Regions from separate parts of the Mus musculus genome. Here regions 1, 2, 4, 5 and 6 are each linked to region 3. Evidence: chromatin contacts called from public Hi-C, HiChIP or PLAC-seq, Micro-C and capture Hi-C data. All regions are on one chromosome and are shown on one strand. Each heading gives the region's core, a stretch centred on a gene start, on an enhancer-like site or on the middle of the called end of the contact. The rest is flanking DNA. Distances are from core to core; before and after follow the strand shown. Region 1 holds the start of Fbxl2 (F-box and leucine-rich repeat protein 2). Region 2 overlaps Ubp1 (upstream binding protein 1). Region 3 holds the start of Crtap (cartilage associated protein). Region 4 holds the start of Susd5 (sushi domain containing 5). Region 5 holds the start of Cmtm6 (CKLF-like MARVEL transmembrane domain containing 6). Region 6 holds the start of Cmtm7 (CKLF-like MARVEL transmembrane domain containing 7).

The links. A called contact is a pair of places that touch in the nucleus more often than the background predicts. HiChIP or PLAC-seq counts read pairs in DNA pulled down with a chosen protein or histone mark. Capture Hi-C pulls out chosen DNA fragments and counts their contacts.
Region 1: a contact with region 3 is called in a Hi-C map of extraembryonic endoderm stem cells, with 2.4 times the contacts expected there. The contact joins the promoter of Fbxl2 here to the promoter of Crtap in region 3. A contact is called at or near these places in 2 of 39 promoter capture datasets (hippocampal neurons and stem cell-derived epiblast-like cells), 3 of 484 Hi-C or Micro-C datasets (the Ba/F3 cell line, embryonic stem cells and extraembryonic endoderm stem cells) and 9 of 115 datasets of contacts at active chromatin or transcription factors (astrocytes, embryonic basal ganglia, embryonic forebrain and 4 more).
Region 2: a Micro-C map of the G1E-ER4 cell line shows a contact between it and region 3, with 3 times the contacts expected there. The contact joins the enhancer-like site here to the promoter of Crtap in region 3. A contact is called at or near these places in 3 of 39 promoter capture datasets (the 3T3-L1 cell line, embryonic stem cells and liver), 25 of 484 Hi-C or Micro-C datasets (the AML12 cell line, B cells, the Ba/F3 cell line and 17 more), 7 of 115 datasets of contacts at active chromatin or transcription factors (bone marrow-derived macrophages, embryonic basal ganglia, embryonic hindbrain and 4 more) and 2 of 9 other capture datasets (embryonic stem cells and liver).
Region 4: a capture Hi-C map of macrophages shows a contact between it and region 3, with 2.4 times the contacts expected there. The contact joins the promoter of Susd5 here to the promoter of Crtap in region 3. A contact is called at or near these places in 1 of 484 Hi-C or Micro-C datasets (embryonic stem cells), 2 of 115 datasets of contacts at active chromatin or transcription factors (embryonic stem cells and stem cell-derived neural progenitor cells) and 2 of 9 other capture datasets (embryonic stem cells and macrophages).
Region 5: a contact with region 3 is called in a Micro-C map of embryonic stem cells, with 4 times the contacts expected there. The contact joins the promoter of Cmtm6 here to the promoter of Crtap in region 3.
Region 6: an H3K27ac HiChIP or PLAC-seq map of extraembryonic endoderm stem cells shows a contact between it and region 3. The contact joins the promoter of Cmtm7 here to the promoter of Crtap in region 3. A contact is called at or near these places in 1 of 484 Hi-C or Micro-C datasets (embryonic stem cells), 2 of 115 datasets of contacts at active chromatin or transcription factors (extraembryonic endoderm stem cells and memory CD8 T cells) and 1 of 9 other capture datasets (adipose tissue).

What each region holds. Positions count from the first base shown.
Region 1 is chr9:114,025,250-114,029,713 of GRCm38.p6, reverse strand. Fbxl2 (F-box and leucine-rich repeat protein 2) reads left to right here and starts at 2,963. Exons shown (of 15, transcript NM_178624.6): 1 at 2,963-3,021. The coding sequence starts at 3,019.
Region 2 is chr9:113,967,693-113,972,225 of GRCm38.p6, reverse strand. Ubp1 (upstream binding protein 1) reads right to left here. Exons shown (of 16, transcript NM_001372510.1): 12 at 2,810-2,900; 13 at 1,966-2,084. It also overlaps a transcript of Fbxl2 not described here. Among named protein-coding and RNA genes, the nearest start is that of Ubp1, 39 kb to the right of the region's middle. Within about 2 kb of position 2,660, at least 34 of the 459 cell types and tissues checked have an H3K27ac peak or open chromatin away from gene starts, as enhancers often do. A contact at or near this core is called in the G1E-ER4 cell line, where this site is marked.
Region 3 is chr9:114,387,512-114,392,379 of GRCm38.p6, reverse strand. Crtap (cartilage associated protein) reads left to right here and starts at 1,668. Exons shown (of 7, transcript NM_019922.2): 1 at 1,668-2,248. The coding sequence starts at 1,781.
Region 4 is chr9:114,055,481-114,060,187 of GRCm38.p6, reverse strand. Susd5 (sushi domain containing 5) reads right to left here and starts at 2,834. Exons shown (of 5, transcript NM_001101510.1): 1 at 2,544-2,834. The coding sequence starts at 2,643. It overlaps Gm36883 (a long non-coding RNA gene), which reads left to right and starts at 2,889. Exons shown (of 3, transcript XR_379916.4): 1 at 2,889-4,707.
Region 5 is chr9:114,728,438-114,733,029 of GRCm38.p6, reverse strand. Cmtm6 (CKLF-like MARVEL transmembrane domain containing 6) reads right to left here and starts at 1,827. Exons shown (of 4, transcript NM_026036.3): 1 at 1,657-1,827. The coding sequence starts at 1,794.
Region 6 is chr9:114,780,362-114,785,030 of GRCm38.p6, reverse strand. It overlaps Cmtm7 (CKLF-like MARVEL transmembrane domain containing 7), which reads left to right and starts at 3,038. Exons shown (of 5, transcript NM_133978.2): 1 at 3,038-3,363. The coding sequence starts at 3,229. It overlaps Gm9888 (a long non-coding RNA gene), which reads right to left. Exons shown (of 3, transcript XR_003948087.1): 3 at 3,359-3,733.

The DNA.
Region 1 (4,464 bases), core at 1,714-4,213, 360 kb after region 3:
ACACACACATGCTGTATTGTTATACTCACCCCACATTGCTCTCTTATCCCCTTCTTCCTCCCAAGTAGCCCCTTCTACTTTCTCATCTCTGTGCAGGTAGCCACAGCTGCTGTGTGTCTGTGATGACAATGGCCATGTGTCGAAGAGAGTGTCTCACAGAGCTTCTCCCTGTCTTCTGGGTCTTGCAGTCTCTCTTCTCTTCCTTCCTAGTGGCCCCTGGTCCTTGGAGGGCTGAGCAGAAATGACTTGTTCTCAGCACTTGGATTAACTCATGAGTCTCTGTGTTAACTGTTTCCCATTGCAACAGAAGCCCCTCTTGGCCACCATCTCTGTACTCAGTCTGAACATGAGTTTTGGACACAGATGTTCAAACCGTAGGGCAAAGAGACAAATTTAGGCAGGAGATGATGGTGTCAGTGAGAGAATAAGATGAGAAAATAGATTTCAAGATATAGATATACACTTTCTATATCTGCAGTTGTATGGATAGTGTGTGTGTCTGTGCATGGGCGTGTGTGTGTGTGTGTATGGGGTCCACATGTGTATGTCTGCACACACGTGTGTGCGCACGCATGTGAAGACAAAAGGATACCTTTGGGTGCTCCTCAGGTACCATTCACCTTGTTTTCCGAGACAAGGTCTCACGCTGTCTTACTAAGTAGCCAGCGAGCTCCAGGGAGCTCTTGTCTCAGATCTCACAGTACTGGGGTTACAATTGCAGGCCACCATGACTGACCTTTTTCTCTCTTGAATACCTGTCCTAGGGACCAAACTCAAGTCCTTCTGCCTGTGTGACAAGTACTTGATGGTCCAAGCCATCTCCCCTGCCCTTGAGGACATGTTTTTGTTTTATTTTTGTGAGACAATGTTTCTTTATGTCCTGGAACTCACTATGTAGACCAGGCTGGCCTCAAGCTCACAGAGGTCCTCCCATCTCTGTCTTCCAAATGCTGGGATTAAGGGCTTGCACCACCACACCCTCATTTTTTTTTTTTTTTAAAGACAGATTTGAGAAGGTTTGTTAATGGAAAGCAAGGTCAAAGGGTGGAAAGGCGGGGAGGGCATCAAGAACAATTTGATCAGAGCAACCAGGCAACACTAGAAGTGTTTGCTGAGGTTGGAAAGACCAGGGAGCAAGAACCTTGGGAATGTAAAGCCAGTGGTGTCTGTCAGGCACCGCAGGGGAGATGTCAGGGTGATTTTTATATCTAGTTAGTTAGCTTTGAGCCAGGGTCTCATGGAGCCTACACTGGCTCAGACTTCCTGTGCAGCAAGGAGGATAGATCACCTTGAACCTCGGACCCTCCAGCCTACTGTTCATGAGCATCTGCGATGGCTGTTGATTGTCAGCCTGACTCTATCTGGAATGAAACTCAGTCCAGATATGGAAAGATCACAGCCATGATTCGAATTTTGAGGCAGGAAGACAACATACTTTTGCTTCAGATCTTGAGGCTGGAAGATATGATCTTATTCTGCTGCCTGTGGGTCAAGATGTAGAACTCTCGGCTCCTGCCTGCACGCTGCCCTGCTTCTTGTCACGATGATCATGGACTGAACCTCTAAAACTGTAAGCTAGCCCCAGCTAATGTTTGCCTTTATAAGAGTTGCCTTGGTCATGGTGTCTGTTCACGGCAGTAAAACCCTAAGACACCACCATACAAGGTTTCTGCAGTGTTGTAGATCAAACCCAGGGTTCCTGCATGCGAGCTAGGCAAGCGCCCTACCAGCTGAACCTCATTCCTATACTAAATATTTCTTCTCTATCAGGTTGATGGACTGGATCTGAGGGTATCCAAATTTTATTCAGCCACATTTAAAAAACCCAACAAATTGCCATCTGATTTACTAAATTAGAAACTATGCTTATTAAGCTACATCAGTAAAAGAGCTACAAAGACTACACATATCAATGTGTTTATGTGTTTGACATGGGGTCTCTCTATATTGGTCAGTCTTGATTTGGACTCCTGACTCAAGAGACCCTGCTGCCCTCTGTCTCCCAAGTACTTAGGATTCCACCTTAGCCACTTGGCACCAGTTTAAGGATAATACTTTTTAATCAAAGGAAGTAGCTTATAGAATAAATGCATGTTTCAGAATGTATTTAATTGGAAGCATGCAAGCGAGTAGATTAGAATACCAGCCGTGACCATTTCAGGTGCAGGCATTTACTGTGATCGGATTCATTGATCATTTAAAACGGCCTCAACAATTGAGTGCCATCTTGGGTGATTGGTATTTGTTTTGGTTTTGGTTTTGGTTTTTCAAGACAAGGTCATATATATCCCAGGCTGACCTCGAGCTCGCTGAGGATGACCTATCTGGTCCTCCAGGTTTCACCTCCCTATGCCGAGGTTACAGGTGTACACCACCATGCTAGGTTTATGTGGCACTGGGGATGGAACCCAGGGCTTCATGCACCCGAGGCAATTGGCTGCCAACTAAAAGTCACATTCCCAGCTCCAACAATTTAGGGTTTTGTTGTTGTTTGTTCCTTTAAAAACTATTTATTTTATGTATATGAGTACACTGTCATTCTCTTCAGACACACCAGAAGAGGGTACCAGATCCTGTTACAGATGGTTGTGAGCCACCATGCTGTTGCTAGGAATTGAACTCAGGACCTCTAGAGGAGCTTTCACCACTGAGCCATCTCTCCAGCCCCTTGTTTGTTTGTTTATTTTAATAGAGAGAATCCACAAAGGTATTTTGCTCTGGCCAGTGCATATCTGGGACACCTGTCGGTTGTAAGGGCGTCAAGGTGATGCTGATGCTGTGGTGATGGGAAAGGACTAGGTGTGGAGCCCCAGGGCAGCCAGCTCCCTCCTCAGAGCTGCGTGGGGCAAGGAGAAGTGGGCGGGCCGAAGGGCGTGCCTACGGATCACGTGGCAGTCGCAGGCCAATAGCGGTCTCCGAGCCCACCTTGAGGCCGGGGCGGGGCGTCGGGCTGGCGTCACCAGGACAACGGGCGTCGCCGGCGCCGTGTGACTTCAGGCTGTGGGCGCGCTCGCGGCCATGGTGAGTCTGGGGCCCGCGCCTGCGGGGCAGCGGAGATGCTGGGCGCCTAGGGGAGGACGCAGAGAAGCGCCTAGGGCTGCTGGGCGGGGCAGGGCAGGGCAGGGCCGGGTCGGATGAGGCCGGGCGCGTCAGGGCAGGGCAGAGCAGGGCAGGGCAAGGCTGGTGAGATCGGTCCTGAGAAACCAGGTTCCCAGGTCCTGGATGCCAGGGGGCACCGGGACGCTGTGCTCTCTGTTGCACACCCGGGACCTCCACTCTGTGGACCACCCCGACGCGGTGACGCTGTTCGTCACGAGCGTGCCCGGGAAGCCACCAGAGGGTGTGGTTACATAGATACCCACAGCCACACATTTCAGGCTGCGTACTTCAGGCTGCTTTTATGCAATGATGTCAATACCGAACCATGCATTTGATTCAAGTTCTACGTCCTAACGGGGCTCCCAGCACGACGGGATTTAATGGGTGGCTTCAGAGATACCCTTTCACCCCTTTTATAAAAATAGAAAGCATTGAGCTGAACTTTTTTTTTTTTCCTGAGTGCTGCACTTTCAGTGAGAGATTTAATGAATCTGTCATTAGTACGTTGTAAACGCCTTACAGAAGCCGTTAGCTTTGCTCAATAAACTTGAAAGGCTGTGGGCAGGCCACCTGGCCTCCATTAGCTTCTTGTTTGAAGCCTTAATTGACTTGGCTTGGGTGCTGGCTCTAATGGGCAAGGTTACGCCGTGATTTCTTGAGAGTCCCCCATCTGGAAGAGAAGTGGGCTCCCTGGTTTGTGACGCTTCCTGGGAATAGGATATTTGAGGGTCAGCTAATGGAGAAGTGCCTAATTTTAAGAAATACGTATCTAGAGGTCCGGTGAGATGGTTCAGGGGTTAAAGGAACTTGTTGCCAATCCTGATGACCTGAGTTTTCTACCCCTGACCCATGAGTGTCGGGAGCAGAGAGTCTGTAAATTATCCTCTGACCTCTCTCTGTACAGGGCATGTCCTCCATATAAATAATGCAAGGAAAAAAATATGTATCTGCCATGAGTGATTAGATGGGATTTGCTTGGTGTGTGTGTGTGTAGGCACGGTGTGAGGTTCAGAGGTCAATGATCATCTTTCTCCATCCCTGTCTACCGTATTTTACTGAACCTGGACTCACCGACTTGGCTAGGCTGGGGGGTCCTCACTCTCACCCATGACTTCCGCATCACTGTGGTTACAGGCACCACACACAAGTGGGCTGTGCTGTAGAGCATCTGTGTTCCCCTGTGGAGATGCTGTGGAGTAGAAGCTAGAGGCTTCTTTCTTGTTTGGAATGCTTTGGTTCCGAGCCTTCTGGAGTGATTTGCGTCTAGTTCTCAGCTTTGGCTTAGGTGCTGTCTGCAGAGTGGGCGTGCCTGGCCCTTCCTGACTCTGTATCCTTCCCTTTGGCAAAGGGAAGGGATCTGCGCTC
Region 2 (4,533 bases), core at 1,411-3,910, 420 kb after region 3:
AAATGTACATGGGTTACAATATCCTGTTGTGGGTACAATAGGAGGAGCAAGCTTTAAAAAAAGAAAAAGTGTGTTTCTAATTATGCATAAAAAACTCTAAAAGGAGTCTAAACCAGTAATTCTCCAAATGAGGATATAAGACTAAAAATTATCTGTCACCTCCAATACCCCCAAAAATTAAAAAAAAAAAAAAAAAATGGAGACAGCGCCCTACGAAAAATAAGGATACAGAAAATGGGAGTCTGGTTCTTAAGAAGTCCCAGCCTCAGTTCAACATCTACTGTCTGACATTTCTGTCCATGCCTTGAATACAACGGCACTCTGAGTCTGTGTGTCAGCATTAGTCAAATGCGTCCTGCTCAAACTGACTCAAACCAGACATGGGCCTCACGAGGGAAGTGAGCAGCGCCATGCACAGGAACCGCCATGCACAGGAACCATTCTGAGCAGCTTAGGTTAGAGCTCAAAACTGACGACAGTGCTGGAGGAGCACTACGTCACTGTGTGGGGACTCCTTCCTGCCCTCTGGTTCTTTTAATAAAATGACACAACTTTCTGTTTATAGGAACAGGGTCAAAGCTATTTATCACAGCCTGAAGAAGTCACAGAGGGCAGGCTGTGAACAAGTTCAATGCAGGAAAGCCCCTGTGTCCAAAGAGTTACTACCTGGTCTTTAGCTCACTAAAGCTGAATGGTTAAGGATAAAATAAAGGTCTCCCATGTCTCCACTACTCCCGTACAACACTCATCTCTGAACACACATATGCCCTAATACTACACTCCTGGCAAAATGTGAGTGATGTGTATGACGGTGATACAGAGAGCTCCTTTAAGAATCTCATGACCTGCTGGGCAGTGGTGTCGAACACCCTTAATCCCAGCACTTGGGGGGCAGAGGCAGGTAGATTTCTGAGTTCGAGGCCAGCCTGGTCTACAGAGTGAGTTCCAGGACAGCCAGGGCTACACAGAGAAACCCTGTCTTAAAACAAACAAACCAAAACAAAACAAACCCCAAAAAAGAAGAATCTCATGTCCTTAGTCTTAAAAGCCACAGCTGTGATCACTGCTCTTCCATTCATTTAAAGAAATCCAAGCCATGAGGCATTTCTCAGAGCTCTACTACTATCAGCTACCTCTTAGAATGCCACAATACATGTTTCCCTGAAGCTGAATGTCACCGTCATTCTGTTTCAGAATGTGAGAGAGGGGACATTGATACCATCACACAAATGAGAGCAAGGTGTGCTGCTGCACACCGGTAACCTCGGTGCTTTGGAGGATGAATTCATTTAGGAGAATGGCAGTGCCGAGACCAGCTTAGGCTACCTAGTAAGACCTGGGCCCAACCTGTCACACTCCTAAAATGTTTCTAATCAAAGGAGGGAGGGAAAAGGAGACGGGAGAGGCCAGAGTGCTTCACACTGTCCAACTGAGATAAATCTGCAAGGCAAAGAAGTCCTCCTTAGTCAGAAGGTAAACTATACAGCTTGTGCTAACACTGACCCTTAAATACACAGCTCCCACCATCCTGCCTGCAGGGAACACAATGGATGCTCACCCCAGGTGGGTGAGGAGGAGGGTGGAGGAAGACTGCTACATCCACTTGTCTTTGTTCATGTGTGATAGTCAGGAGTTGTGTCCCCCCAGTCCCCATCTAGTTAATGAAATGGAGGGGGAAAAGACCTAAGAAACCCAAACCAAAACAACAACCTCTTTCCCCAGCAAGCAACCAATGTGACATTCATCCAGAAAGCCTCAAGCAAGTTATTGTTCTGACTGCTGGGAATGTCTTACATAAAAGTCATAAAAAGAGATCTACAGCATGCATAGCGAGGACAAAGAAAGTTCTAGTTTCCTCCTTTCCCCAGGACTTGACCCTACAGCTGCTCCTAGTGCTTGCTCGGCAGTCCCGCGCTCACATCAGAGTCTGAGGGAGTATGGGAAGGAAACGCCCTCAATACCCACCGGAGGGCGTCCCACCGCCACTTTCACCTCCACTGCCTGCAGCTTGTGGCTGCCCTTGCAGCGCGGTGCTACTCGGCTGCTCCTGGCAGACATAGATGGTTAAGCGGGGCCTAACCGACCTGTAATCAGAAGATGCCATCAATGAGACTGTGAGGGTAAGCTGCCCCAGCAGGTACAATCAACAACTACAGGAATCTACGGTCTAGTTTTCCTGGTGAGAACTTTACAGTGTTATTTCATTATGCAAAATAATTTTCTAATAAAAATATTAAAAACCACACACCTCACACCAACTATCACAGGTCCAGACTCTAAACCATTGAGATGGTCTGTCAGATGCTGGTAAATTTAAGTTTTAAGATTGATTAAGCAATTTGAAATCAGTAAGGCTGGAGTTTACTCAAGTCTCAGCACACAAGTCTAGAGACAGTAATGGCAGCAGTGGGTCTCAAAGCCAGCACAGTCACAGTTCTAGCATTCTAATTGACAGTTACAAGTTCACATTTAATAACTGCTTAACAATAATCATGACCTTGAAAACCATAGATTCTGTAGAGCTCACCTAAATTAGAAGTTTTGTTTTCTTGGCAACAAACCCAGTCGTCTTCAAGAAATCAGTCCTGCCCATGTGCATTGCTACCAGTCTTAGTCTACCTCTGCCCTCATCAGTGCCTGCCCTGAAGGTGTACACAAAACAGTCTTCTCGTGAGCACAATGCTGCCGATGCTTGGTGGCGCACACAGGCACACGCCAACCTAGCGTGGAAACACATTCTGCCCACCAAAGCCCCCACGCAGAGAAAAGTCCACTTTCAGCTCACGCAAAATAGTCTGTGGTATTTTACCTTGACTTCAGGGAATTATAGAGCCGAATTCCATCGGCTGCACCACAAATCTGAACTAAATCCTCCTTTGTCAGCTTTAATAAGTCGGCACCTGGAAAATAGCAGAGATCCTCAAATAAGCAAGACAGGAATGGACAGAGCTGCTGCTTCACAGTGTCACTGCACAGGTCTGTCCGTCTGCGCAGCAACAGGTATCCTGGAGTACACACAGCCACGATTAACACAGAAACCACATGCTGTGGTAACAAGGTGCCAGAAGCTGATAAGTCAGTGGCCATGGCCAGGAGGCCCGTCTGCTCCCAATACAAGACTCCTTATTCCTTATCTGCCTTTCTTTCCTTGTCGCTGGGCTGTGGGTAACCCTGTTTCTGAATCTCCCTAACGCCCTGGTGCTGCTTTTTTTCCTTTTTAAAAACATAAATGGAATATTGACATTTGGTGAACTTTGCCCAAAGTCACCAGTGAGTGAGAAGCAAAGTGGAGAGCGGGTTTCATTACAGCACTGTGTGCAATACAAGTTAGACACTATAAAGTTCCATCCCCACAGCCCGTTCTAACAGGAGAGCTTAGTAGAAGATCACCCTGTTCCTTCAGATTGCTTCCCTAAGTACTTGGTGTCTAGGATTTGCCTTAAAAGCATCAAAAAGGGCAGTGTATATAAGGGAGAAGTGGATACAAGACTGAACAAGCACTGGGCACCAGTGAAATTGGGGTAGTCAGAGAAAGTCTTTCATGTACTCAATACTTACTATATTTGGAGATGTATACAAAATCTTTTTACTCTTTTAATATCAGTCAAGACCTTCCAGACCTTAATATATGACTTCATATATTAAACATCTACTCCCATATGCAGAAGATAACGGCGTTGCTTCACTTGCTCGCTTTGTTTCAGAGGCTCAAATGAAAGGGCTTGACAGAGTCCTAGCTTATAAATAAATAAAAACCAGAGAGGCCTAACTCCCATGAGACGTGAGCCTGTATGGAGTCACTCTTGGAAAGAAATAGCAGAGAAAGAGGTTCTCTGTCTATTAGGGTCACACAGCTCTGAAGCAGGGATCCTAGTTGTGACATCTGTAACTCATGAAGAGATATATCCCAGCTGGTGATAGTGAATCCCAGCTCTGAACTGTGATGACCACCTAAGAGACCTCACTGTCCTCACTGTCTCCTGCCATTCTCTTTGGTGCTGCAGCTCAGGTGATGTGCCAGAGAGCGGCTCAGCAGGAACCCTTGAGAGGAAGGCCCCAGGTTAAGGAAAGTGCAGAATGCCAAGCCCTGTGATCAATGCGTACAAGGAGAGTCTTACAGCTCCACAGAACATGCAGTAACATGCAAGTCCCAGATATTAAAGGCTGTTCTATGTCTGCTCTTCATGCACTTGCCCTATATAAGGGCTCACAAACTTCATCTAATTTCTAGGTTTTCACACATGAAAGGCTTTATTTAATCATATAAAAAGGTGGATGCCAGCAAGCAAATTATTTCTACAAGGAATTTTAATTTTAGAGTTCAAGAGCTACATGAGGAATAAGTACCCAGTGTACAAACAATATAATAAATGACATAATAAAAACATCACTGTTTGTAAAACCAGGCTTTCCTCTGGGCATGTGCACAGATATGTCTGTCCTTTTAAACTGTTTCAATGGCTCCATACACAAGAAAAAAGAATGCTAGCGGCCACATCTCTGTGGCCAGCGCTCTCAGAATGATTGGTTAGG
Region 3 (4,868 bases), core at 419-2,918:
CTCTGCCTCCAGAGTGCTGGGATTAAAGGCGTACGCCACCTAGCCCGGCTGTTAATTAGTATTTGAGATAAGGTATGGCCATAACAAATACAAGAAGACCAACTACTGGTTGCTCTCATTTACAGAGAAGGTGCTTGATTTATTCAGATTTTTTAAAAAAAGATTTATTTATTATATGTAAGTACACTGTAGCTGTCCTCAGATACTCCAGAAGAGCGCATCAGATTTCGTTACGGATGGTTTGTGAGCCACCATGTGGTTGCTGGGAATTGAACTCAGGATCTCTGGAGGAGCAGTCAGTGCTCTTAACCACTGAGCCATCTCTCCAGCCCTTATTCAGATTTCTGATATCTCCAATTCTAATCTTACAGTCATATGATCTAATATTAATCCCAACGCCCATCCATTTATTGAATAGCACAGTAAATACAGTATTGAAAAGGAATGAGGAATTCTTGTTGTAATAAATCCTTTACAGGAACCTCCCCAAGAACCTGGTTTTCCTGGCCTCCTGACCGGGAACCGCACCCAGGTACCACAGCACGGGTGTGGAGGTCAAACATTGACGTGGAGGAGCCGATTCTGTTTTCCCAAAGTGTCCTGAGATTGAACTCAGGTCATCAGGCTTGGTACCAAGTGCCTTTAGCAGCTAATCTCGGAAGTTCTAAATACCTTCTGTTTTTGTTTGTTTGTTTTAGACAAGGTCTCATTGTGTAGCCTAGGCTGCTCCGGAACTCAGAGACTCACTGCTTCTGCCTTCTAAAAGTGCTGGGATCAAAGGTGAGCCAGTCAGCTTCTAAGTTTTACAAAAGGGTATGTGTATATGTATGTGTGTGTATATATATATATATATATATATATATATATATATATATATATATATACATACATACATACATACATATTTTACAAAAGGGTATGTGTATATGTATGTATGTATATATATATAGTTTTGAATTCTATCCCTATACCTTTGCTGTAAACTATTTCAAAGTGTACAGAATTTTTTTTTTCAAGACAGGGTTTCTCTGTGTAGCCTTGGCTGTCCTGGAACTCACTCTGTAGACCAGGCTGGCCTCGAACTCAGAGATCCGCCTGCCTCTGCCTCCCGAGTGCTGGGATTAAAGGCGTGCGCCACCACGCCCAGCTCAGAATTTTTTTCTTAATGCTGTCTTCATCATATAGCTCAGGTAAATTCCTCCAGCATCCTAAGACGTAATATATCCTCAACTAGACAAGTCACACGATATTCAAGGAGCCACCGGTATTCTTACTAATTTTATCCATGCAACATCCTCTAAAACCTTAGGTCAATAGCATTGCTATTCAAAGTGTGAAGCCTGTAAACCCGCAGCCTATTATTTATGGCAGGCTTAGCGATGTAAATTTGAAATAAATTTGAACTATAGTGGGAGTTTAAGGCTAATCTGGGCTACAGCTAGGAGACCGAGTCGAAAACTAAAACGCACCCCAACCAGGATGTGGTGAACCAGAAATTAGGCGTGCGCGGCCCATACATTCTTAAAGTGATTATAAACTTTCTTTCCTGTCAAAGATGGGAGTTCCACGCACCGCAGGCTGGCCTGGAATTCACTTGGGTCCTACCCCTCCACCTTTCAGAGGCAAAGGCTGAGCACCTCCTCCAGGCACGCCCATCTCGGTCCCCCGGCGAGGAGGTCTGCCGGACGGGGCGGGCCACGGCCCGCTTCCCCGCCTCCCTTCCTAGGCCTGCCGCGTCGCGCGTCCTCAGCTCGGGGCTCTGGTTCGTGGGCCACGCGCGATGGGGCCCCGCAGCCCTACGGCCGCGTTGCTGGTGCTGCTGTGTGTCGGGTGCGCGCCGACCCCCGGGCGCGGGCAGTACGAGCGCTACAGCTTCCGCAGCTTCCCGCGGGACGAGCTGATGCCGCTCGAGTCGGCCTACCGCCACGCGCTCGACCAGTACAGCGGCGAGCACTGGGCCGAGAGCGTGGGCTACCTGGAGGTGAGCCTGCGGCTGCACCGTCTGCTGCGCGACAGCGAGGCCTTCTGCCACCGCAACTGCAGCGCGGCCACGCCAGCACCCGCGCCCGCCGGCCCGGCCAGCCACGCCGAACTACGCCTCTTCGGCAGCGTGCTGCGCCGCGCGCAGTGCCTCAAGCGCTGCAAGCAGGGCCTGCCCGCCTTCCGCCAGTCGCAGCCCAGCCGCTCAGTGCTGGCGGACTTTCAGCAGCGCGAGCCCTACAAGTTTCTGCAGTTCGCCTACTTCAAGGTAAGGGCACTCGCCCCACCCCGAACCCCGCCCTGCCAAACCCCGCCCACTCTACCGAGCCGCTCTCTGTCGAGCCCAGGTCGCCGCCCCCGAGCCCCGCCCACAGAACCCCTTCCGGCTGATCCGGTCTAGCCGACCCCAGCTCCCAAACCACTTCTGCCCTATCCCAATCCCCCCAGCAAGCCTGCAGTCCAGTTGAGCCTCGCCCACCCAGGCCCCGCCAATCACATCTCCTGTCCTGTGTCCAGGACCATCCCCCTCTGCACAATCACCCTCCCTCAAAATTTGTCCTACCGAACAGGGTCCAATCTTGCCCCACCCTCCCTTGTGAGCGCTCACCAGCAGCATCCCATATTGGGCCTCCCTTGGGCCACTTCTCTAGGTCTAGCCCCACCAAGCCCAAGGCTCAGCCCTGCCACTCAACCTCGAGCATCATTCCTTTATCCTTTGATTTTTTTTTTCTCATTTATATTTTTATGTGCGTGCGTGCTGTGTGAAATCTGTGTGCCTGTGTCTGTGTGTATACCATGTCATACGTGTGTGGATGCCTATGGAGGCCAGAAGAGGGCAGCAGATCCCTTGGAGCTGAAATTAGAGGTGATTGTGAGCCACCCAGTGTAACCTGAGTACAGGGAACAGAGAGAACTTTGGGTCCTCTGCAAGGGCAGGACGTGCCCTTATCCACTGAGCTATGGCTCCAGTCCCCTTCACCCAGGTTCTGCCACAGAGCTCTGCTAAAGCTCTCCAAATCCCGCCCTTCCTCCTTCATCTTGAGCATAAAAATTATTTTCTCTCACTCTCTCTTTTTTTCCTCATGTAACCTGGGCTGGCTTCAGAACTGCTATATAGTGGAGGCTGATGGTGAATTCTTTATCCTCCTGCCTGCATACCTCCTGCATGCTCCACCCCTCCCAGCTCCTGTGAAAATTGTTTGCAGCCTGTGCTGAGGTAGCAAATATGCCACAGGGCCCCAGCAGAGTACTTGGAACTGGAAGGAGGGCTTTGTAAATGCGGCCTGCTCTTTGAGGGGCAAACTCCTCTGCTCAGGGAAGTGTGTGCAGATCCCAGGTTCATCTCTGCTCCCTCTCTCTGTCTCTGTCTCCCTCTGTCATCTAGAATTTAAGACAGATCATTTACTGCCTCTTCTCTTTGGCTGCTTAAATTCTGCCTGTGATTGCTTGCTAAAAATAGCCACAAATTGCAGCTCCCTGCCCTCTAAGTCCTTGCTCTGGGAGGTTTGAATTCCCAGTTGCTGGACAGAAGGGTGTCAGCTTGTTGGGCCTTCACGGGGCTGAGGCAGAGAGAGAACTCTCAAAACCCAATTTCTACTTTTTCTGGTTAAGAAAAAAAAATTTTTTTTTTGCTTTTATTAATTTAATCAATGTGTGTGCACAAGTGGGCACACAGTGTGCACGAGTGAAGGTCAGAGGACAGTTTGTGGAGTCTGTTGTCTCCTAGCACGTGGGCTCCAGGCGTCGATCTTAGTCATCCGGCTTGGTGGCAAGCACCTTTATGCACTGAGCCATCTTGCTGGCCCTCCTCTTCCTCAGTGCTCTTCCTCGGTGCCTAGATCAAGTCTCAGGTCATTGGCTGCCTGCAAAGCCTTCCCTTCTCTCCAACTGCCAGCTCAGGTTTTCCTCACAAGTCCAACCAGCCAGAGGCCACCTCCTGCCATTCTCCGGGCATCAGCCTTGACACCTGCCCTCTCCAGCCTCCCCGCCTTGCCACATGAAAGCCACCATTGAATCCAGATGACTTGGCTCAAGTTTAGGGGCATTCAGGGACAGATTGACGCCTCTCTTAATACCTTATTCTCAAGAATTTGATGTGGCTTACATGCTTGTCTCTCTGTCTGTCTGTCTGTCTGTCTGTCTGTCTGTCTGTCTCTGTTTCTCATTCTGTGTGTGTGTGGTGTGTGTGTGTGTGTATCTCTCTCTTTAAACCTAGTCACCATCCCTGTCTTAGAGTGCTCCTTCAGGAAGGCTGACAGGGGCCTTGGATGCCTGAGTGGTTGAGGCCCTTCTGACTGCCAGATTGTGCCAGGATTCTGTCAAAATGTGGGGCCTCAGGCTGCCGTCCTCTCGGGGAGCCTGGTGCATCACACCTGTCTGCCTGCGTTGGTTACTTCTCTCCTTACTGTGACCCAGTGCCCAGAGCTAACTTAAGGAAGGAAGAAGGTGGGCTGGTGAGCTGGCTCAGTGGTTAAGAGCGCCGACTGCTCTTCCAAAAGTCCTGAGTTCAAATCCCAGCAACCACATGGTGGCTCACAACCATCCATAACGAAATCTGATGCTCTCTTCTGGAGTGTCTGAAGACAGCTACAGTGTACTTACATATAATAAATAAAAAGATTTAAAAAAAAAAAGGAAGGAAGAAGGCTCACAGTTTGCAGGTACCGTTGGTCATCAAGGGCAGGTCAAGGCAGCCGGAGCAGGGGGTGGCTGGCCACATTGTACCCCAGCCCCACATTCCCAGTCAGGAAGCAGAGAGAGATGGATGCTGGTTCTTAGTTGAATTTCTCTTTGTTAAGCAGTCTGGGAAGCCAGTGGGCAGATAATCCCGACTGAAACTTTAGATAGTTCCTTTCAGGTATGCTGAGTGACTCGTGTCCTGGGTGGTT
Region 4 (4,707 bases), core at 1,585-4,084, 330 kb after region 3:
AATTTAACACCCCCCCCACACACACACCACCACCACCACCAAACAGGAAGGGATTAAGGAAGACACTTGGTGCCAACTGCTGGACCCCACAAGAAGTGTACATGCACAACCTGTACACACACATGGAAAACAAAGTAAAATGCAGAAATACAGTGGTCCCTTACTTTGTGTATGTGAGACATGTTGGAATAGTCACACATTTACTAAATGTTTTTGTTTAAATTTTAATTTTTTTAAATTTATTTTATGTATGTGAGTACACTGTAGCTATCTTCAAACACACCAGAGGAGGGCATCGGACCCCATTACAGATGGCTGTGAGCCACTGTGTAGTTATCAGGATTTGAACTCAGGACCTCTGGAAGAGCAGTCAGTGCTTTAACCACTGAGCCATCTCTCCAGCCCCTAAATTTTAATTTTTTAAGAGACTGAGGGGGTTTTTTTTGTCCAAATCTCTTCAAATATCTATAATAACGATTCTCAGCTAAACAGTCAATCCCTGTCCACCCTGCATAGACTCAGATAAGTGGGTGTGTGGAAGGCCAGTAAGCACGGACCCAGGGAGGAATCTGTTCACAGTATGCTTTACGACTCTTCCATGGCTCCGCTATACAATGGAGGGCTTAGTATGTGGCGTTTCCTTAAAATGAAGTGTGATCATAATTCTCCATAGGTCGATCGGAGAGAGGAAAAAGGAAGGCATGGTGGGCGGGGTGGGGGGGTGATGGAAACAAGAAAGGCGTGGCGGGCGGGGTGGGGGTGATGGGAACAAGGAAGTGTTTCCAGTAAGAATAAACACGTGCTGGGCTCCTCAGTCTCTCCTTGCTCGATGACAATCCTGCCTTCTCTTTTCTCTGCCCCACCCCAAGCCAGATAGGCACAAAACTTTGGTCTTCATCCATGTGGCATTCCGCTTAAGCGTTCATAATGTGGTGAAACTCGATAAAACATCGTGGAAAGAGATTCTGGTTGAAGAAATTAAAATTGGAACAAAAGTAGACATTGTTCAAAAGTACTAACCCCAACCCTTCTACGTGCATTCTTTAAAATCATTTGAATGTTCATAACTCAACATCAGGCCAGAAATCCCAAAGCATTACCAATGGACATACTGCAAAGGGGTTCCATGGGGCAGTAATGGAATGTTCTAGAATTAGATGTGCAAACATTGTTCAACTAAATAAAAACCGCAGTTCTACATTTTGAAATGGTAATTTTTATGAAGCATATCTAGATTTCTAAAAACGATCTTTATTTATTTATTTACTTAGATTTTTAACAATTGGGGCCAAGGCTATGGCCCAGTGGTGGGATGTTTCTACAGCACTGCCACTTAAATTAATTGGTAACTAATTAGGAGTCATAACAACCTTTAGAGTTAAAAAATGTTCTCTCTTAATGCTTAAAGCCATGGCCAGGGCCAGCACGACACATACAAACCTGGCCCCGTCGTGTCTGTGGAGTGACAGTGTCCCCTCACCGTTTTCTCATGCACCAGGGGTTACTTTCCCTGACCTTCAGCTTCATCTTTTATGCTTTACCAAATTAAAATAACGATATTTCAATCTACGCAAAGCTTCCTAAATCAGTGTAGGGCTTTTCTCCCCTATTGGTCGAGGTTGTCCTAAGGGTGGACTTTCTAGAAACGCTCTGAGGCTGAGGACAGCAGGCTCCCTTCACATCCTCCCGTTCAGAGGGGTTTTGTTCCGACGTCTAAACACAGCTGAATTCGCTTTTCAAACGGAAATTGTATTGACACAGGGCTCTAATCCCACCAGTTTCAGGCAAGTATCAAAAGCCGAATTCAAGGGCCAGCGAGATGGCTCAGTGGTAAGGGTGCTTGCTGCCAAGCCTGATGACCAGAATTCCATCCCAGGGACCCGCGTAGTGCACCGGGAAAGAGTGAATCCAAGTTGTCTTCTGACTTTCACACTCATACGATGGCAAGCATGCATGTAAACACCCCTTCCCCGAATTTGTAAAATTAAAACTGAATTCGGATTTTAAAAACAAAGTAAAGCACAAACACAGAATAAATACTAAATGTTTTAAAATGTTAAAGCTAAGCTCGGGTTCAATAAGACAAAGTGGGTCAGCATCATCTGGCTGCCTGGTTTTCCATCTCCTGTCCAAGGCATCCACCCCTACCTGGCAGCTCGGCTCCCGCCGTGCTGTTTGTTTTGTGTCCCCCCAAACCCCTAGCGCCTCAGCTGGAGCTGTGTCCTCTACCCGAGACACCCTGCTTCCCTGTTGGCCCAGGGCATTGATCCCCACAAGATCTTCCTGGACAACTCGCAGATTTTCTAACATCAGCCTCGGGGAGGGGCACCCACTTATGAGAAAAGGAGGAAGATGATAAATCAGTCCCAGTAGGGGAAGTTCGAGGGCAGCCTAGACGTGACTCTGGAGCTCTCTCCGGGGAAGGGGGGCAGGAGGTGGTGGGGAGCGCGGGGAAGGGCCGGGGCCGGTGATGCTGGGGCTCAGGGTGGCCAGTCCCAGGCAACATCTCCGGCCCGATTGGCCTCCGGGCTGCGGACACTCACCCTCGGCGCGCACGGGGGGCGGCTGCAGAGCCAGCAGGAGCAGCGCGGCGCAGAGCGCAGGCAGGCTGCCGGGCGCCGGCCATAGTGGCCCCGCGCTCATGGTGGAGGCGTCCGCGGACTGAGCGCGGCCAGAGAGGTCCGGGGGATGCTGGTACCGCGGCCGGGGATGCTACGGGAGTCGCAGCCGGAGCGCTGGGACCTGCGAACTCCCGGGGGTCTCGGTGGCGCCACCCAGGCGGCTGCCGTCCGGCTCCGCCTTCGCGCCGGGCACCTGGGAGCTGTGGTGCCAAAAGGGGCTGCACCCGGGGCCTGGAGGGCGGGCAGTGGGTACCCCCGAGGGGAGGACCGTCGTCACGCAGGGTTGGCTGGGCGCAGGCTTATAGACAGAAGCTTCTTTAAACGAACGGTTTTTTAAATGAAGAAGGGAAGCTGCTGATTTGCTAGCCTCGGTCCTCAGGACAGCGAGCTCCTCCATCCTATTAGGGAAAGGCCATCTTGGGGCTGAGATGTGACTCAGTTGGCAGAGGGCTTGCCTGGCAGGCACGGAGCCTGAGTTCTATTCTCCAGCACCGCAGAGAACCAGGCGTGGTGGTAATAGCTGATAATCTCAACACACTAGGAGGATGGCAGAGGTTAGAGGGAGTGCATCTAATTTAAATATTTCCTTCAAAGGCATTTCCTACATCACCTCAGAGTTCCTAAACATCATTATCACTCAGATCTTGGTGACCTCCAGAGCGCTTAGAATTCTCAGGTTTGGAGAGTGGTTGGTCTGAGAAGCTGCACTCTTAAGTGTCTTAAGACGCTTATCAGCCCCAAGGTTGGTCCCACCTGGGACAGAAGGTCCCTTCCAGTTCACAGGGTCCTGCCTCTCCAGCAGCGGCTCACTGGAGAGCACATAACCCCAGCTCTCTTGCCTGGCCTGGTGGTTAATGTCCCTGTAATCCTGGCATTCTGGAGTCTAAGGCAGGGGAATTGCTACCAGTTCCAGGCCAGCAAGACTCGACTCAATTACTCAATCAATAGAGAATAATAGCATTGTTAAGATTAATACAGTAATGGTTCTGTGCAGTTTGTAAATCCCCTTCATATTAATGTACGCAGCCAGTAAATGGGTGTCATGTGCCCTTAACATGGCTGCCCCTGTGTTTGATGTAACAGTCCCATAGTTTGTCCTTTTGAAAAGTCCTGTTTAGGTGAGCCAAATGCTGAAGGGCAAGCAGGAGTTTGGTGCTAAACCATGAGTAGCTGTCTGCAGTTAGTGAGCTATGGGAGAAACTGGCTTCTCACAGTATGGTCTGGGATTTGAACCACATCAGGCACAAGACAGACATCATTTTCCAGCTCACATTATTTACATGAGCCAAAGCTAATCTGGAGCTCACTATTTAGCCCAGGTTAACCTCACACTCACATCCCTCCCACCAACACCCCCACAGATAGTGAGTGCTACCGTACGTAGCCCAAGGCTTCACACAACTTTCAATTGTGTGTGTGTGTGTGTGTGCCTTTAACAACCCAAACCATCTTGCTAGCCCTCACATAACTTTCAGATTACACTAAAAGGACAGCAGCTCTCCTCCAAAGCAACCAGCGTGAATTAATCCCTTTAGGTGGTTAAGTTTCCCATTTCAAATGTAGGTATTTGAGGGTGTTGATGGGGTGAGGGCTGAGACTCATTCCCATGTAAGTATAAGTGAATTTACCTAGATACTTTCAGTTTAGCAGTTGTCAAGACAACCTAGGGGTGAGATCTCACATGTCTGGGCTGGAGGAGACACTGAAAGTTGCCTGCAAGAACACCAGGAGACCCATCTGACGGCAGTGCCTGCTAAACATCATAGAAGTCATTTTGCAACTCACTACCTAACCCTGATGGCATTTTAAACATTATCTTTGCTCAGGTCTGTCTTGGCCTGTCCTCCTCCGAGGAAATGGTATGTTCTAGAGGTATAATTTGTGCAAGCACAGGGGAAAACTGTCCAGCTGTCTCCCATGAGTGTATGCTTGCCTCCTGTCCTGGAAAAACACTGTGGCGTCTATACAGAAGAAACAAAAACGGACATCCACAGAAAGATTTGTTCAGAACTACTCATACTTCCCTCATTTGTGCCAATCAGGGGCAGCTTGGGCATCATCAGTGGATGAACAGCGTGACACATGG
Region 5 (4,592 bases), core at 578-3,077, 340 kb before region 3:
GCTTTAGCATTACAAGTTCCCCATAACAAACGGATTTCACAGAGTGCTTTGCTCTATTCCCATGATGGCAAATACACACAGAGCAGCTAACGACCTTTTCAAGGCAAACTCATCTCTATGGTTCAACTGCAAAACACCAGCAAAACTTCGGGTTGTGTCCTATTCTGAAGACACAGAGCTAAGGCCTGCTGAACTATAATAATGAGAATTTTTTACTCCGGCTTTAGCATTTCTTATTAGAAAAAGAAATAAAAGCAACTAAAAATAAGAGATTTTGTTCTGCACACCCATGCAGAAGACCAATAGAGATGACTTCCTTGGAGCAAACAGAAATTTCTCTGTTCAAAAGGTTCCATTAGACACATGTGTTTACTGCAGAGAAGGGCAAAAGAGAAGCGCAAAAGAGACACAATCTGGAGCTGTTGCTATAGCACAGTAGGCAGAGCACTTGCCTCGCATGCACAAGGCCCTGGGTTCAATTCTCCGCACCACATAGACCGCACGGTGGAGCACACCTGTAATCCCAGCACTGTGGAGACAGCAGTATCAGGAGTTCAAAGGTCATCCTCTACATTAGTGAGTCTAAAGTTAACTGGACTACATGAGACTTGAGACCCTGTGAAAAAAGAGTGGAAGAGAAGGAATGGAAAGGAGAGGGGGAGGAAGAGAGGAACAAGGGGAGAGAGGGAGAAGGAAAAGAAGGAGGTGGAAGGGTGGGGGCAAAACCACACCCATCTGGGTTAAAGGAACAGGTTCTGCAAATGCGCAAAGACGGGGAACCCAGGTGCCTGCGGAACCTAAAGGTGTCCACTGCAGACATCTTAGGAGGATGTAGGGGGTTACACAAGACCAGATCTACTTATCACTTGTCTCTGAATGATTTCCTCTCATCCCCAAGCTGGCACCTAAAAGCAGCGCCAGTTTTCTAACTGCTGGCTTTCTACTTCAGGAAAGTAGGTCAACTGAGTTCCAAGAATGTAAGTTCTGATTATCGGCGTTTTGAGAATTTTAAATCTTCCCAAGAAAGGCAGTGGGCCACTTTTAGCATAAATGGCTCACAAAACTAAACAAAACCCATAAACATTCTAAACAATTTGGTTTTCCGAAAAGTGTCTTCTTGAAAAACCTTAATACCCATTGGCAGCTGAGACACAGCAGGAGTATCATAATTTAAATAGCAAAGATGACTACAGTTTCACGCCTAGGCGGAAATAAAGAGAAGCAGGTTCAGGTTCTCTCACCCGCACACATGAAGCAGAAAGATGCCCTTTCGACTCTCTCTGCCTTGATCAAACTCACTGTGCAAGTTAAACACATACACAAACTATCCGACATGTTATATTGCCCTAATGGGCCAGCACCCGGAAAACCGCAAAAGCCAGAAAAGATAAACAGAAAGCACTACGTTGTCTGAAACACAAGCATTCTGGGCGATAATGAAAGAATTCTAGCTGAGAGAAGGGAAAAAGGGTTTAAGAGGCTGAGGCCGGGCCACGGGTAGGCGGTGGACGGCAACGCCTCCTTCCCGGGTAGGAAGGGAAGGAACTGGGGTGTGGAAACGGCTGCTTCCCGAACGAGGAGGCCGAGCGAGCGGCAGCCTCGAGGCATCCACCCCAGCCCTCAGCCCACAGGTCCCGGCCGCCGCCGTAGGCTCACCAGCTGCAAGCCTTTGAGGATGCGCCGATGCCAAGGGAGCCTGCCCAGGACGAAGTAGGCGGCCAGGCCGCTGCGCGCACCCCTGCCAGTGCCCGGGGCCGCCTCGGTGGTGGGACTGTAGACCGCTCCGTTCTCCATCGCCCGCAAACACTCGCTCACCCAGCTAAACTCTCGGCCGAGCGGTAGGGGGCGTCACTTCCTGGGACTCCGCCCACGCTTCCGGTCAACTCCGCCCTCCTCACGCCTCGTCACGCCCCCTCGCTTGCTGAGCTCCAGCCCATAGAATTTCTCTCCCTTTGCCACGCCCCCATGGTTTGCCGCGCCTCTTGTTCGCCACACCCCTCTGCCTTTCCTGCTCTCTGGTTAACTCTCGACAGTTTCTTTCTTTTTTTGGGTTTTTATTTTATTTATTTATTTATTTTTGGTTTTTCGAGACAGGGTTTCTCCGTGTAGCCCTGGCTATCCTGGAACTCACTCTGTAGACCAGGCTGGCCTCGAACTCAGAAATCTGCCTGCCTCTGCCTCCCAAGTGCTGGGATTAAAGGCGTTGCGCCACCACTGCCCGGCTAACTCTTGACAGTTTCATGCTTTCGATGGACTTCAGCTTTTTTGTTTTTTGGATTTTTTAAATTACACTTTGATTAATCTATCTATTTTATCTATATTTTTAATCTATCTATCTATCGATCTATCTATCCATCCGTCCATCCACCTATCTAAGAAGGAGCGTTGTGCTGAGGTCAGAAAACTATTCTGAGTCATTTCTTCCTGAGAATTGAATTCATTTTCAGGCTTAGTAACTGGCGCCTTTACCTACTGAGCCACCTCTCCGCCCTGACTTGATCTGTGTCTTTTAGTTTCGTTTCGGTCTGATTTAAAAATAAAAGAAATAAAACCAAGGTTTCACGTGCCCAGACTAGCCTAGAACTATGTACATAGCCAGCACTAGTCTGCAACTAGTGACAATCCTCCTGCCTCTGTCTCTGAAGTGCTGAGATTACAGGCACGTGCTCCTCCTCCCCTCAGCCTGTTTTGTTTTTTTAAAACTGCCAGAGATCACATTGAGGTCCTTCTGTATGCTAACCGCCCTCCTCCCCCGCGCCCGTCCCCGTCTCCCCCCGCCCCGCCCCCCCGCCCCCCCCCCCGTTGAGCTGCACCCCTCCATGCTCCTCCCACAGAGATTTGACTTATTTCTCACGTCTCACTATCTTCCATCTTTCAGATAGTCATCTTCTCATGGGCGGGAGGGGTGCACCCGCGTATGAAGGTGCAGGCTCGCGCGGGTGCAAGTGTGGAGGTCAGAAGTCAACCTTGAGTATGTTCCTCAGGCACCATCTACCCTGTTTTAGGGCAGTGTGTCTCACTGAACCTAGCTTACTAGATAGGTGAGGCTAAAAGGCTAAGAAGACCCAGAGATCAGCGTCCCGCCTTGCCAGCTCCGCCGTTACAAGCACAGGCTACATTGGTCTTTTTATATGGGTTCTAGGAATCGAACTCACATCACCAATGGCAGCCAGCACTTTACCAGCTAAGCTGTCTTCCCTGTTCTTGTTTTTCAGTATCATTGGATGTTTACAGTACAACTGAAAACCAGATCTGGATATTAAGTTTACTGCCCCGTGCCAACCAGAGACAGAAAATCCTTTCTGGCAGGACAGTTAGCAGATTAATGAAAATTTCAAAGGACAATTAACAAAAAGATTAATCAGAGTGTCAGATATTGATATATGACATGAACATACTGACCATGCCAACAGATGAGTGGACAAAAGAAATGCAGAACATTTAGTGGAATTTTACTCAAGTTTATTGTTCTTGTTTTGTGAAACCATGACATCTGTAGGAAAATGAATACAACAGAGTATTACTGTGAAGGGAAATAAGGCACATTCAAAAGACAAAGGCCATATGGTCTGTCTCATATGTAGGTCCTAGATTTTAAAATTATATTTATGGGGCTGGAGAGATGGCTCAGTGGTTAAAAGCAATTTCTGCTCTTTAATAGAATCTAAGTCTGGTTCCCAGCACCCACATAGGGTGGCTTACAACCACCTGTAACTCCAGTTCCAAGGGATCCAATGTCCTTCTATGGACTCTCCTGATATATGCATATATGCACACTCTCCGTGTGTGTCTGTCTCTGATCTCTGTCTCTCTCTGTCTCTCTCTTTCTCTCTCTCACACACACACCCCTGCACAAATATACAAAGGAAAAAATAAATTTTTTAACTTTAAATTTATATTTGCCTGCATGTATATTTGTATACCAGGTAAATCTCTTCTGCCCACAGAGGTCAGAAGAGGGCATTGGAGTCTCTGGAACTGGTGTTATAGGTCGTTGTAAAGTGCCTACAATCAAACCTGGGTCCTCTGCAAGAGCATCAACTACCCTTAAGTACTGAGCCATCTCTCCAGTCCCAGGATAAATCAACTTAGTGTGTGTGTTTGTGTGTTTACATGGGGTGTTTGTATATCATGAAACTAGAAAGGACTTCATGAGAGGGAGATGAGACTGGAGGCAGTGGAGCGCAGGAAAACAGAATTGCAAACAGAGGGAAGACTGGGAGCCAGCTGAAGGGGTGGGGCATGAATGAGGCCCAAGCACGATGAGATGAGACATGTGTGAAATGCCAGGATGGAAACCATGCTTTGTATACTGACCTAAAATACTAAGACAGAGCTGGAGATGTAGGTCAGTTGCTGTGATGGTTTGTGTATGCTCGGCCTAAGGAGTGGCACTATTAGAAGGTGTGGCTCTGTTAAACTGGGTGTGGCCTTGTTGGGGGAAGTGTGACCTTGTTGGAGTAGGTGTGTCACTGTGGGTGTGGGCTTTTAAGACCCTCATCCTAGCTGCCTGGAAGCCAGTATTCTGCTAGCAGCCTTCAGATGAAGATGTAGAATTCTCAGCTCTGCTTGCACCATGCCTGCCTGAATGC
Region 6 (4,669 bases), core at 1,789-4,288, 390 kb before region 3:
CCTGAATTTGGTCCTCAGACCACTATGAAGTGAAAGGAGAGACCTGTCTCCCATAAATTGTCCTCTGAGCTCACACACACACACACACACACACAAATAAGAGTAATACAAAGGTCTTTAAGATACCAGGATGAAACCTGTTACTTTGGTTTACCTAAAAATCATCTCTCCCACAGTTTGCGCTGAATGCCAGAGCCTGCCTCAGACTTTCCTGGCCTCTGAGATGGAACTGGGCAGATTTCTAATTTAATGTGTTTACCTACTCTGGGCAAATCAATAAAATGCTTGGGGCATTTCAACTCTCGCCATTGCTATTTCCAATCCATCTCCTAATGATAAATATTTGGCTAGTATTTGAAAAGTGTAAGAAAGTCCAGAGATGAAATGTTCAATTGCAATAATTCATTTTCAGATTTTTAAATTGCTCCCTTCACAAGAAAAAAATCCCTTCAGGGTATTAGCACAGAAAAGGATTCTAAATGCAAAACGCATCTCTGTTTGAAGCACTAAAAATCCATTCAGGTGAAAAACGGGTTCAAAGCCAGTCTTTCTAGCCCCAAGGCAATTAGTCTAATTTTAATGGAAAAGATGGCATTTTGTGGGAAAATGGGCTTTTTTTTTTAATGTAGTGGGAAAAAGTCAAAGAAAATAACATGTAATGCCAAGGTATAAGCACATGTGTGTGTGCACGATGCACACACGTGTCCACTGCACACGTGTGCACACAGGAAGAGCTAACCTAGAAAGGACTCATGTTGAGGTGACGTCTCGTCGAGTTAAAGTGCTCCCTGCACAAACTTGAGGACCTGAGCTCTGATCCTTGCACCCACACAGAAAGCTGGGTGAGGCAGCAGGGCCTGCAACCCCTGCACTGCAGAGGCAGAGACAGGAGAATCCCTGAGACTTGCTGCCCAGTCTAGCCTTCTTGACGAGCCCTGTTAGAAATGAAATCTAGCTGTTCATTTTCAAAGATGCCTGGAGCCAGTTTAGGTCCTGCTACAAAATAATAATAATAATAATTTATAAATAAATAATTTTTAAAAATCAGGCTCCTGCTAATGCCTGCTGGTCTAGCTGTCACCTGCAACCAAACCCTGCTCAGTTACCCACCCACCCTCTCCTGCCCAAACTAGAAGTTTAGAGTAGAAAATTGCTCACAGCCAAGCTTGCCTGCACAGCCTTGAGTCTGACAACTTTAAAATAAACAACATACAGATGGTGCACACCTTTAATCCCAGCACTCGGAGGCAGAGGCATGTGGATCTCTGTGAGTTCAAGGCCAGGTTGGTCTTCCTACCGAGTTCCAGGACAGCCAGGGATACTTAGTGAGACCGTGTCTCAAAGGCAAGTACACAAAAAGTGACCTGTAAGCAGGACACTGTCATGGGCAGGGAAGGTTTGATACATCTGATACGGTTGATGCTGTAAGCTGGGACCTATGCAAAGGTAGGTACTTAGAATACATGAGAGAAGAGGAGACTGTGGGGTTTTTGGCGTTATAAGGGGTAACCATTTTGGCTGAGCATATTAGCAAAATGTATAGTCTGATCTCTGGCCATTTTAACTTTTGATGAGGCTTCAATCTTGTTGACTATCAAAACAAAAAAGTCTTCCTTGGACTGGAGAGATGACTCATTGAATGATTAAGAGCACCAGCTGCTCTTCCAGAGAACCCAAGTTCAATTCCCAGCCTGCACATGGCAACTTAAAACTGTAACTCCAGCTTTGTAATTTCTTCTGGCTTCTGCAGGCACCCGGCACACACATGGCGCACAGAGCTAGATGTGGGCAGAACACCCATACACATAAAATAAATTCACTAAGTTAAAAAAAAAATCAAAGAATCTATTTAAAAAAAAAAGTCTTAGGCAGTAGTGGCACACGCTTTTAACCCCAGTACTGGGGAGGCAGAGGCAGACAGATCTCTGAGTTTGAGGCCAGCCTGGATTCCAGAGTGAGTTCCAGGACAGCCAGTAATATACAGAGAAACCCTGCGTGTGGGCAGGGAGCATAAATTAGGACTAACCTGGTGTTGTTTGACTTCTAACACTGAGACAAACAAACTTCTATTCACCCCAGGTCCAATAACAGACCAGGAAAAGAAAAGTAAACATTCCATCATGAGACAAAAGAATCTCTCCTCTTTTCTTAGGCTGCTTTTATCAGACATTTTCTATGTCCTGAGATAGACGAATCTCTCTTCACCGAAGAGTAAGGTAGACAGAGTGACAGAGCAGGACACTAGACATCCTCCACTGGCCTCTGTATACACACACACACACACACACACACACACACACACACATACATACTTAAAAAGATGTACTGCGATGCTGAGAGTGGTGTCCTGATTAGCTTTAACTGTCGACTTTGACAGTGCCTAGAGTCACCTCGGTTGGGTATGGTATCATTCCAGCACCCGGGAAGCAGAGGCAAGGAGAATACCTGCGAGTTTGAGGCTAGCTGGGTTTATACAGGAGTTCCAGGTTAGCCAGTGGTACACACTGAGAGCCTGGCTTGTTTGTTTGTTTTGTTTGTTTTTGAGGCAGGATCTCTCTGTGTAGTCCTGGCTGTCCTGGGGCTCACTATGTAGACTAGGTTGACCTCGAACTCACAGAGATCCTCCTGCCTCTGCCTTCCTAGTGCTGGAATTAAAAATAAGTGCTACCCAACTCTGGCAAGAGAGAGTATGTTTTTAGAAAGAAAGAAAAAAAGGCAAAAATAACAACAACAAAAAAAAATAATAAGAAAGAAAGCAGAATGGTGGGAGGGTGGGGGAGGAAGGTCCTGAGGCGATGGACCTGTTTTTATTGCTGTAGGTGATGGTGGCACAGGTGCGTGCCCCGTGCACACACACAGAAGCAGAAATGAACAGCGCAGCACGGTATGCTCAGGGCATTTCCCCCTACTCGTGTCAGTACCTAGTAGCAGCCGCACCCACACAAAAAATCCCTGGAGGCTCATCACCAGCTGTGACCTGGGCGGTGCGCTCCTGGGAGAGGCCAGGGCCCCAGGCGTCCGGTTTCCTGCCCACGCCAGTCCAACTTCCGCGTGTCTAGAGGGCAGGGGCTTGCGGGGCATCTGCTCCCGAGTCCTCTCCGGGTCCGGCCGCAGCTGGGAAGAGGGAGCCGTGCGCCCCGCCCCTGAGGCTCCGCCCCGTCCCGTCCCAGCTTCACCGGCCAGAGGTCCCCGGGCCTCGGAGGCGGCCAGCCCGGGCTGGGTCGCGCGATGTCTCATGGATCGGGGCTCGTCCGGACCACGTGCAGCAGCGGCGGCGCGCTGGGGCCAGGCCAGCCCTCGGAGGGACTGCTGGACCGGGTGTACCCGCTCACCCACGGCGCCCTGTTCAAAGTGGCGCAGATGGTAAGAAGAGTGGAGTGGAACCTGGGGACCCGTACACGGGGCTGCACCTGGCCCGGACCTTGGGAGCACCGCGCGCCCCTTTGATGCCCCAGTGTCCCCCTAGAAAGTTCCGGGAACAGCCGACAGGATCCCTGGCCCCCTCACTTCTCCAGCTGCCTCCCTACCGGGCCCAGCTCACTTCCCCACCGAAACCCGGGGTGCGAGTTCCTCCTCGTCTTCCTTCCTCTTCTCCAGGCCGCACGTCTCGCACCCGGGCTGGGGGAGGGAGAGTCTCCTGCTATCCCCTGCCATCTCCAGGCCGCGCACGGGCTCCCGCCCGAGAGGGTAGAGCTCGGCGACAAGAGGGCTCGGCTTGACTTTCGAATCTCTGCTGGGGATCGGGAGAAGCGCCGCCTTTCAGACCATCGCCAGGTCCCCTGCGCCCTGTCAGCCTTCCGAGGCGCCTCAGAAGGCAGAACTAGTTAACTAGGTTAACTAGGCAGGCTTGTGGCTAGGGGGCTTCTGGTGCTCGCTTGGAGCCAGGCAGGGCAAGGCGAGCAGCCGGCTGTTACTGTGACCAGAGCTGCACAAAAGCTTCTGGCCCGACCAGAAGTTTACCAGGCCTGATCCTGTTCGCTCTCTACCCACCCTTCTTTTTTCCCTCCCGTTTTTGTTTTTCAACCTCTGTGCAAATGTCTCGTCTACAATACCTTTTCTGTTTGTGTGGTGTGTTTTGAAACTGGGCTGGGCCGTTTGAATTCCCTACTTATCATGGGTGGAGAGGGGAGTGGTGGTTTGTAGAAAGCTGCGGAGAGATGTAGGGACCCCAGTGCAAGGTCACAGACCCGGAAGCTGGGACCTGCCAGCGAAGCTGGAGCAGCCTCCCCCCTCCCCGACCCCCCCCCCCCGGGGCTGGTACAGGGCCAGAGCTTTGTGCCTTCCATAACCGTTATTTTGGATGCCTAGAGTGTAGAAAGGTGGGAGGAAGACGTTCCGCCTCTCCTGAGAAGGGTGCCTAAATGGACCAAGATTGGGACACAGGCAGTTTTAATACGGAACTAAAAAGGTCTGGTGCTAAGCAGTCTTGGATTTGAGTGGATGGTGTGTGGGACCCAGGCTAAGGGCTTTGATCAGCCAAATAAAAGCCCGAGAGGCCACCTCTTTGATCATTAAAGGATGGTTGGAGTCAAAGAGACTTTACAGTCTTACGCCCATGCGAAGACGAGGGCCGCGGCAGAGATTTGGATCAGGCCTCTGCCTTGATCCATAAGGGAAGCCGATGGGAAGGGAATGCCCTTGCTGGGCCGTGACTTGGGTGCACAAAATT